Regions from separate parts of the Zea mays genome. Here region 1 is linked to region 2. Evidence: chromatin contacts called from public Hi-C data. All regions are on one chromosome and are shown on one strand. The core of a region is the stretch at or near the end of the contact, and the rest is flanking DNA. Distances in the headings are between cores, read along the strand shown. Region 1 holds the start of LOC100384330. Region 2 holds the start of LOC100283771 (antigenic determinant of rec-A protein).

Region 1 (4,521 bases), core at 751-3,250, 640 kb after region 2:
TTTCCCTAAATTTTGCTTAAGATAAAAGAATACCGATGACATGACTTAGAAAATATAGTTGAGTAGCATATCCAGATGTCACTGAATTACCAGATCATACAATTCATTTCCTTCCTTCATGTGCTTTTCCTTTTCTCATTTTTTCAATTTTATAGGAATACTTATCACACTTAATGTGCGCCGGCCTTGCATGGTCTCATTCTCATTGATGGATACTTATCACAATAAGCCTTGGATGCAACAACTATTGTTAGTCCTATCTTTTGCTGTCAAGATGGACTCACTATCAATTTTGAAATGTCATGTAACAGTTGGGACTCATGACTCATCCATTGATGTGTTGCACTAAAAAAGATGGGGATGGCGTTCACCGGCCCAGAGATTAAGATGACACAAGCTTGACACAAATGATGGGTTGTGAACCAGGAGATAATTTCCAAGGTTTGCTCTCCTCGTGATTTTATAGTGTGTGATATATGCTTATACAAGATCATGCCAACTAATGGAATGTTCATTTAAACATTAGACTTGATAAAGGAGCATGGCGTGTACTGAAGGGTCCATTCAACTACACGACTCGTGATGAAGCTGGTATACCCCGAGAATGGTAACTTCTGACCAGCATGACATAAGTCTGTAAGCATTCACATCTTTATGAGGTTAATTTTTATATTATTTCATGTACGACAAGAAGTTCAAACAAGAAGCAGCACAAAAACTTTCAGATGTGAGAGACTGTCATAGTTTTTTATGATAATGTTTTGCTATGGAGCTAAACTGGCAATATGTTCTTGACGGGTCCATGATAGATTAGCTTGTATTGTTGAGATGGAGAAAAAGAATGCAAGTTTGGGTAGGCGCTCTACTAATTATTTACCATATTTAAACCAGTCTTCTTAACCTTGAAAACTATAAAATATCTCATTAGCCATACCTGCCATTCATATAATCATATCCTTTTCAGTCACATGTGTTAAATTTGAGGGACTATTTGTTTTTTCATATAAGTTATATTTGTTATCTATTTGTCTGCCCACCCAGATGTTCTTAGTTTGGATTGCCTGTTGCTGTTGGCAACTTTGAAAGTTGAGCTCATGTGACTTGTGCGAAATCGCTAGAAATTATGTCTACCAATCCAGTTTCTCTCATAGGCTCAAGATATGGGTCGTTTGGTGCGGGTCATAGATGAATTCTCTATCTCTCTCTCTGTGTGTCTTTTTTGTTTTGCTGAGCATCTAACACTGGTCGTTTTACTGGATTGGGAGAAACTACTATAGAAGGGGTCTGGAGAGTAATGACATCCACTAGACAAATGTTCCCCACATTAGGTTGAATTTCGACACACTGTATATACCTACCTCCATATTTAAATGGTGTATCTCTATGTGATGTTCTTGTTGTATCTGTTTATGATCTATCTTATACTTATCCTGGACTACAGATCTCGAAAGAACAAATGAAGCTGATACATTTTGGAAATGTTAAAGTAGCCGAAGAAGAAATTGACAGGTGAAGTATAAGGGAATTGTCATGGTGTGGCAGTAGAGGTGTAGAAGTGGCGGTAAGAGAGATTGATACTAATGATTTGTTTATTGTAGACTACTTGCATTAGCTTTTTTTCTACAGGTCAATTATGTTATGTTTTATTTGTGTACATGTTTGAGATATGCTACCAAATAGCTCTAGCAATAAAAAAAACTACCTATATTTTGGTTGTACGTGTTTTAATAATTATCTCATTTAAATAAGGTATAACTATGTAATATATGGAAATCGTAGCACCACACCAGCCTTCAACTAGTAAAGATATACGATACGCACATTCATTTTTCACGGTCCGCTAGAGTCACCTAACAATACGCAACCCTCGTCGACCGTCGTCCTAGTTAAGAATCCGTGGGCCCGAGAGAACAATTGCTCGGCCCACGTCTACTCTTCTTGGACGAGGGGCAAAAGCTGCGTCGAAACGGGAGGCGTGGCTCTACGCTAGCACGCTCCACCTCGGACGTCTCTTCTACCTCTCCGTAACAAAGGCGCACGGGCAAAGCGGATCCCCTCTTCCACTCCGCTGCCTCACTTCCGCCGCACGCGACCGGAGGCGGCTCACCGCGTAGCCGCGAGCCCAACCCTTGCCCCGCCCGCCCGTCCTTCATTCCTTCCGGTGGACTAGCCGCCGTACGCCTCAGGCAGCCATGTCTCCCCCCGAGAATCCCAGCCCCGCGGCGCCGGCCGAGCCGTCGCAGCCGCCGCCACCGGCTGCCGCGGCCAAGGGGAAGCGGAAGAAGGACGAGAAGAAGGATGACGATCTGGTGAGTCCGCCCCGCTTCGAGCCCTAGGAGAGGTCGAACTGCGGTGGCTAAAATCTCGCTCCTCTTGTTTTGATCTTGGGGTTTTGCTTCCGCCTGACGTGTCGGATGGTGCCGCAGTCGGAGGAGGATCTGGCGCTGAAGGAGCAGCTGGAGCTCTACGTCGTGCGGGCGCAGGATGCGGATCCGGGCGTGCAGAAGCTCGCGCTCGAGAGCATGAGGTACTGCCCGCTTCGCAAATCCGCCCGATTCAGGTCTAGGGTTGCGTGGCCCCAAGGGTAACTCAGCTTTTGTGGTGGTCCTCGTGTGATATTAGTTGTGGGTTTAAGTTTGTCATCTTTGTGAAGATTTGGTTGAGCTTGAGCGTCGTGGTGCTGTATGTTTCTTATTGCCTATATAGTGTGTAGAGATTAAGACGAGTTTTCCTGTGTATGACAATGATAATTGAGTGTTCCAGCTGCACTCCTGTAGTTCTGGACTTCTGGTGCAACCAACGTCTTATTTCTTGACCCCTTTGCTGCCACTAAAACTGATCTGTTTCAGGCAGGAGATTCGCTCTGCCACGAGCTCAATGACTTCAGTTCCAAAGCCGCTGAAATTCCTCCGCCCACACTTTGGAACTCTCAAGTCCTATTTCGAAACAATGCCAGAGTCCGAGCTCAAGGTATCTGTGATCACTTCGGGCCACCCAGCTGAGGTATGTTGTATATTGGTTTGGCACAGTGTTGATGCCGGCATCTTATTGTTTTGCAGAAGTACATGGCTGACATACTGTCAGTGTTAGCTTTAACAATGTCCGTTGAAGGAGAAAGAGTATGTGCCCACCACAATAGTTATCTTCATATTGCCATTATTTTTTTTTTGTTTAACAAAAAATCAAACCTTCAGCTGTTCCGTGAATCTGGAATTGAGACATCATCTTGTCGCAGGAGAGTCTGAAATACCGTTTGCTGGGTTCTGAAGGTGATATTGGTTCATGGGGTCATGAATATGTGAGGTATGGTTGAACTGAAATAATATGTTTCCTGTCTGCTACACTGTTTTTCCTGGTTCCTTCAATCAGTGAAGTCTAAATTTTTGTATCGTGCTGTATTGCCAATGCTACTCATGCTACGTTATGCAAACACAATAAGAAGTTGGTAAGCATTTATTGGACTAATATATCACACTATATCATGAAACAATAAGTGATCTTATACAAGTATATGCTGTTTACAAACTTGGTCACATCCTGTTCAAATAACAACAGAGCATAGGGATGATTGATGATTCTTTTTTGTACTTGGTTTTCACTCAGGATTTTTTTTTTGCATAGAGTAACCTCTTCCTGAAATGCTGTTGATTCAGCTGTGTACTTGTTGGGAAGTTTATTTTACCTGTTTGATATGCTATTTTTTTAAATATAGATACACTGTTTGCATTCAATTTCTTTGCAAAACTGTTGGATTTTACATGAATAACTGCCCTATGCAGAAATTTGGCCGGTGAGATTGCACAAGAATTCCAAAAGCGTCAGGTTGCACTCTCACTCATGCTAGAATTCTTAATCATTTTGTATTGTTGTTATTGTTAGACTACCCGTCTAGGGTTTGTGGTGTCCCTCTTGTAATGACCGTCATACCCCCTGTGTAATGGGCCTGGCCCAATTACTTACTCTATTAATACCACTCCCAACCCCTGTTTAGGGTATGGGTTCAGTTTCCAATATGGTATCAAATTAGGGTTACGACCTCTCCACTGCTACAGCCGCCAGGGGCTTCTTCCCCCTGCAGCCGCCGGCGGCCCCCCAGCCGCCGGCCTTCCTCCCGCCGCCGCCCCCCCAGCCGCGGCCTCGCCCGGTCGACGCAGGACGCCGCCGCGCCGCCCTCTGGCCAGACGCGGCCACGCCCGGTCGACGCCGCACCGCCTCCCGCCAGGACGTCGCGCCATCTGCAGGTCCCCGCCCGACTGCAGCACTCCTCTGCCTCTCTGTCCTGTCGCCCTGCTGCGTACACGCCCGATGGACGCACCTGCCGCCACCACGACCGGATTCAACGTCGAGGACATCACCGGCCCTGGCACACCCCCCCATCGCCCCTGCTGCACCCAGCAGCGAGCTCACCCATGGGGGCCCCCTACATCGCCGGCCTTGGTCCGATCCACGCCTCCTCCCCGCTGCCCCTGCGTCGCAGCTCCCCACCGGGCTTTCCCGCCTTCGCTTCACCCACCTGGATCA
Region 2 (4,273 bases), core at 1,001-3,500:
GCTATTTTAGCATTCTTATATGCTATTATTAGGCTGAAGATAACTCCAAACTTCAGAGAGCAATATCACTTCAGTTTCAGTGATAGTGTTACATTTTACTAATCTGGAGCTTTTTAGGTGAAACCTAGGATAAAGCAAAAGTGACAAACGTGTTGTGACTTGTGAGATATTTGAACTAGGCATATTTCATCTGGAATTGCTAAACAAAGTATGTTGCATCAATAAATTAGCTAATACAATATATGCAAACTTTTGCTGCTTCTTTTAAAGCTACACTTCAGAATTTAATTGAAGAAACGGCATAGCTGTACTCAAATAACTTTCAAAAGTATACTCGGAAACGGTTGCAAATCATAAATCACATAGAAAAAAACATTGGAAAACTACTTTTACTAATTCTCAATTATGCTTTGGTGGTATTCTTTTAGTTGAGTCCTTTACCTTCATAACAACATCCAAAAATATGATAACATATCAAAATAATTGATTGGCAAATAATGCTGAAACTCATCAATACGGTTATTCTGGTCTAGTAACAAGCAAACATAAATGAGAGCATTTTCTCACAGATAGCCTTTCAGCAGTTACCGCGAACTAGAAACATCAAGATATCAAACACTGCTTCAACAGAAGATATTCCAGCACAAACAATAACAAGCACAGAAACTATTAAGAATCTAATCGACAGAGCTAGTACACTAGATCGTATAGCTTGTTTGCTTCAGTGATGATCCAGGAAAATGGAATGAATCACGTTGTATATCATGAGGATATCTTGCAAATGTCCTCGTATTCGACAGCCCTGAGAACCTTCCCATCATAGAGGCCTTTCTCAACCTGCACTTTTGCACAGAATTTCTCAGTGTCCACTGAAAGCAACCTGGCATTTGACCCCCGATAAGCCCCATTGACAATCCGCACAAGTCCACCAATCTGAGGGATCACGGTCTCAAGCTCATCTTGGTCGACCCTGAGAACATGCTTGCTCTCCAACATCTCAATCTCCCCAACATATTTATCAATAACTTTCTTCACCACCCCTTTCTGCTTGTAGTACCCCTTCTCTGCCAATGACTTGCTCATCACTTTGACCACAATCCCAGGGCACAGCCAGTAGTCCTTCCTATTGCTCCTCTCCTTGGCCTTCTCCTCCTCCTTCATCAGCTCGTCCAATGCTGACCTCTTTGCCTCTGCTGCCTTCACATCCTTTCCCATCTTCTTGGTCAACTCATTCTTCTCCTGGTCTCGGGTGCCTGAGCCATCCTCCTCATCAAAACCAAATTTCATCTTCGGCTTATCGTCAAAAGGATTAACCTTGGGCCCCGGCACAGCCTTCTGAAGCGCAATCGCAATCTTACCTGTTGCCTTATCTGCCTCTTTCGAGTCATCCTCCGGCTCCTGCTCATCATCATCCGAACCTGAATACTCTCCTTCACTGCCAGACTCAGGCTCGCCCTCGGCAGCACCACCACCATTGGGTTTAGCTAAGGACTTGTGCGCACGCTCAATCTGGCGGGCAATCATGCGCTCCTGGCGCTCGTCGTCAGCCATGTCTGACTTGATCCTCTTGCGCTTGAGGCGTTCCTTGACGGCCTGCTCCGAGTCACGGTCGATGTAGGTCATGAACCACCCCTTGGGCGTGTCCTCGACCTTACAGTACCCCTCGCGCCCCAGGAACTTGACGAACTCGGTGAGCGTGGCCCACCGCGTGGAGTTCATGTGGACGTGGTGCCGGTCGGCGATGTACTCGTTGTAGACGACGGTGGCGGCGACGCGGGAGTGGCGGTGCGCGCGGCGGATGAGGGAGAGGAAGGACTCGAGGAACTCCTCGGAGAAGCCCTCGACGACGCGGTCGGGGGCCATGCCGAACACCTGCATCTGCCTCTGGTGCGACTCCGACATGCAGTGGCACTTGAACCCGTTCTCGTCGCGGCACTGCTTCTGACACATCTGACAGTACCACCGCAGCTTCTGCAGCCCCTTCGCCTTGATCCGGTTTGCGATCGCCTTCGGCGTCAGGAACTCGTGCTTCCCCATCGTGCGGGAGAGGCCCTTGCCGCACAAGCAGGATGGGAATTACAGGTAGAAGAAGGGGGGAGCACGTTGGTCAAGGAGACGGACGCGAGGCGACGAGGAGTGGATTATTATTGTGGAGAGAGGCAGCGGCGGAGGCCGGAGAGGAGGCCGGCGACGGCGAGATTGGGGAGTGCGTGAACGGATTGGGGATCGATTGGATTGGGGCGAGGGCTTTGTTTTTTTTTGTTGCTTTTTTTGTTTTTTTATTAGACAGGCGAGGGCTTTGTTGGGACTTGGGAATAAGTCCAAGGCTAGCACCACAAATGAACGATCCGGATCGCGTAAACGATCAATCAACGGACGAGATCCAGCCACCGTGCCAGATTTTTCAACCCAACGCATGTGAAGGGCGCGCATCGTATCTTATCTTCACTCTCCGTCCACCAAAGCAAACCCTACCCGCTCCCTTCCCGCGCCGCCGCCGCCATGGACTCGATCGACGCAGATCTCGCGCGCACGCAAGAGGAGCGGCGCAGGATGGAGGAGGCGCTGGCGGCTGGCGCGCCCATGGCCGTGTCCTCCGTCACCTTCGACACCGACCTCTACGGCGGCGGGGGCGCCGACCCCAACCGCTTCGCGGGCTACGACACCTCCATCCCGGCCTCCGAGGACGACGCCGCGGAGGACGACGCGGAGGCCGCCAACCCTGCGCCGCGCCGCCTCGCGGCCTACACGGGCCACGCCATCGCCGCCGCCGACATCCCGCGGTCGGCCGACGACGACGACGGGCTGCCCAAGAGGTCCCAGCGCATCATCGACCGCGAGGACGACTACCGCCGCCGCCGCCTCAACCAGATCATCTCGCCGGAGCGCCATGACCCGTTCGCCGCTGGGGAGGCCACCCCGGACCCCTCGGTGCGGACCTACGCTGACGTCATGCGCGACGCGGCGCTGCAGAAGAAGAAGGAGGACCTGCTGAGGGAGATTGCCAAGAAGAAGAAGGAAGAGGAAGAGAAGGAGAAGGAGAGGAAGGCTGCCGCTCCTGAGCAGCCTGCCGCCACAACAAAGCGGCGCAACAGGTGGGATCAGTCGCAGGACGGCGACGCTGGTGCCGGTGCCAAGAAGGTGAAGACATCCTCGGACTGGGATGCCCCTGATGCGACTCCTGGGATTGGCCGTTGGGATGCCACCCCCGGACGTGTTGGAGACGCCACACCCTCCGTGAGAAGGAACAGATGGGATGAGACACCGACTCCAGGGAGGATGGCCGATGCTGATGCTACGCCTGCAGCTGGCGGTGCCACCCCTGGGGCTACTCCTTCTGGGGCTTGGGACGCGACTCCAAAGCTGCCTGGTGGTGTCACGCCAACCCCTGGTAAGAAGCAGAGATCAAGGTGGGATGAGACACCAGCAAGTATGGGGAGTGCAACCCCTGGTAGTCTTGGTGCTGCAACACCTGCTGGTTATACTCCTGGTCCAACGCCATTTGGTGCAGAGAACCTTGCCACACCAACTCCTAGCCAGATTGCTCGTGGACCGATCACTCCGGAGCAGTACCAGCTCATGCGGTGGGAGCGGGACATTGAGGAGAGGAACAGGCCTCTCACTGACGAGGAGCTTGATGCCATGTTCCCGCAGGAGGGCTACAAGATTCTTGAGCCCCCGGCTTCCTACCAGCCCATCAGGACCCCGGCAAGGAAGCTCCTTGCGACACCGACACCTCTGGGGACACCACTTTATGCTATTCCAGAGGAGAATCGTGGGCAGCATTTTGATGTGCCCAAGGAGCTGCCTGGTGGGTTGCCACTCATGAAGCCCGAGGATTACCAGTACTTTGGAACTTTGCTGAACGAGGAAGAGGAGGAGCAGCTATCGCCAGAGGAGCAGAAGGAGAGGAAAATCATGAAACTGTTACTCAAAGTGAAGAATGGCACACCCCCACAGCGTAAAACAGCACTTCGGCAACTGACAGACAAAGCCCGTGAATTTGGTGCAGGACCGTTGTTCAACAAAATACTGCCCTTACTCATGCAGCCAACACTGGAGGACCAGGAGAGGCATCTTTTGGTGAAGGTCATTGACAGAGTACTTTATAAGCTCGATGAGCTGGTCCGTCCTTTTGTGCACAAGATTCTTGTGGTTATTGAACCACTGTTGATTGATGAGGACTATTATGCTCGTGTTGAAGGCAGGGAGATCATCTCAAACCTTAGCAAAGCAGCTGGGCTTGCTACTATGATTGCTGCTATGCGACCCG

The links. Hi-C and Micro-C count contacts between places; a contact is called where the count stands out from the background.
Region 1: a Hi-C map of endosperm shows a contact between it and region 2, with 2.3 times the contacts expected there. The contact joins the promoter of LOC100384330 here to the promoter of LOC100283771 in region 2. A contact is called at or near these places in 2 of 25 Hi-C or Micro-C datasets (endosperm and leaf).

The regions. Positions count from the first base shown.
Region 1 is chr5:81,543,798-81,548,318 of Zm-B73-REFERENCE-NAM-5.0, forward strand. It overlaps LOC100384330, which reads left to right and starts at 2,001. Exons shown (of 25, transcript NM_001362350.1): 1 at 2,001-2,309; 2 at 2,427-2,527; 3 at 2,850-2,970; 4 at 3,060-3,119; 5 at 3,236-3,303; 6 at 3,780-3,822. The coding sequence starts at 2,193.
Region 2 is chr5:80,904,996-80,909,268 of Zm-B73-REFERENCE-NAM-5.0, forward strand. It overlaps LOC100283771 (antigenic determinant of rec-A protein), which reads right to left and starts at 2,251. Exons shown (of 1, transcript NM_001156670.2): 1 at 484-2,251. The coding sequence starts at 2,037. The coding sequence ends at 763. It overlaps LOC100277544 (antigenic determinant of rec-A protein, mRNA), which reads left to right and starts at 2,472. Exons shown (of 2, transcript NM_001327758.1): 1 at 2,472-4,273. The coding sequence starts at 2,503.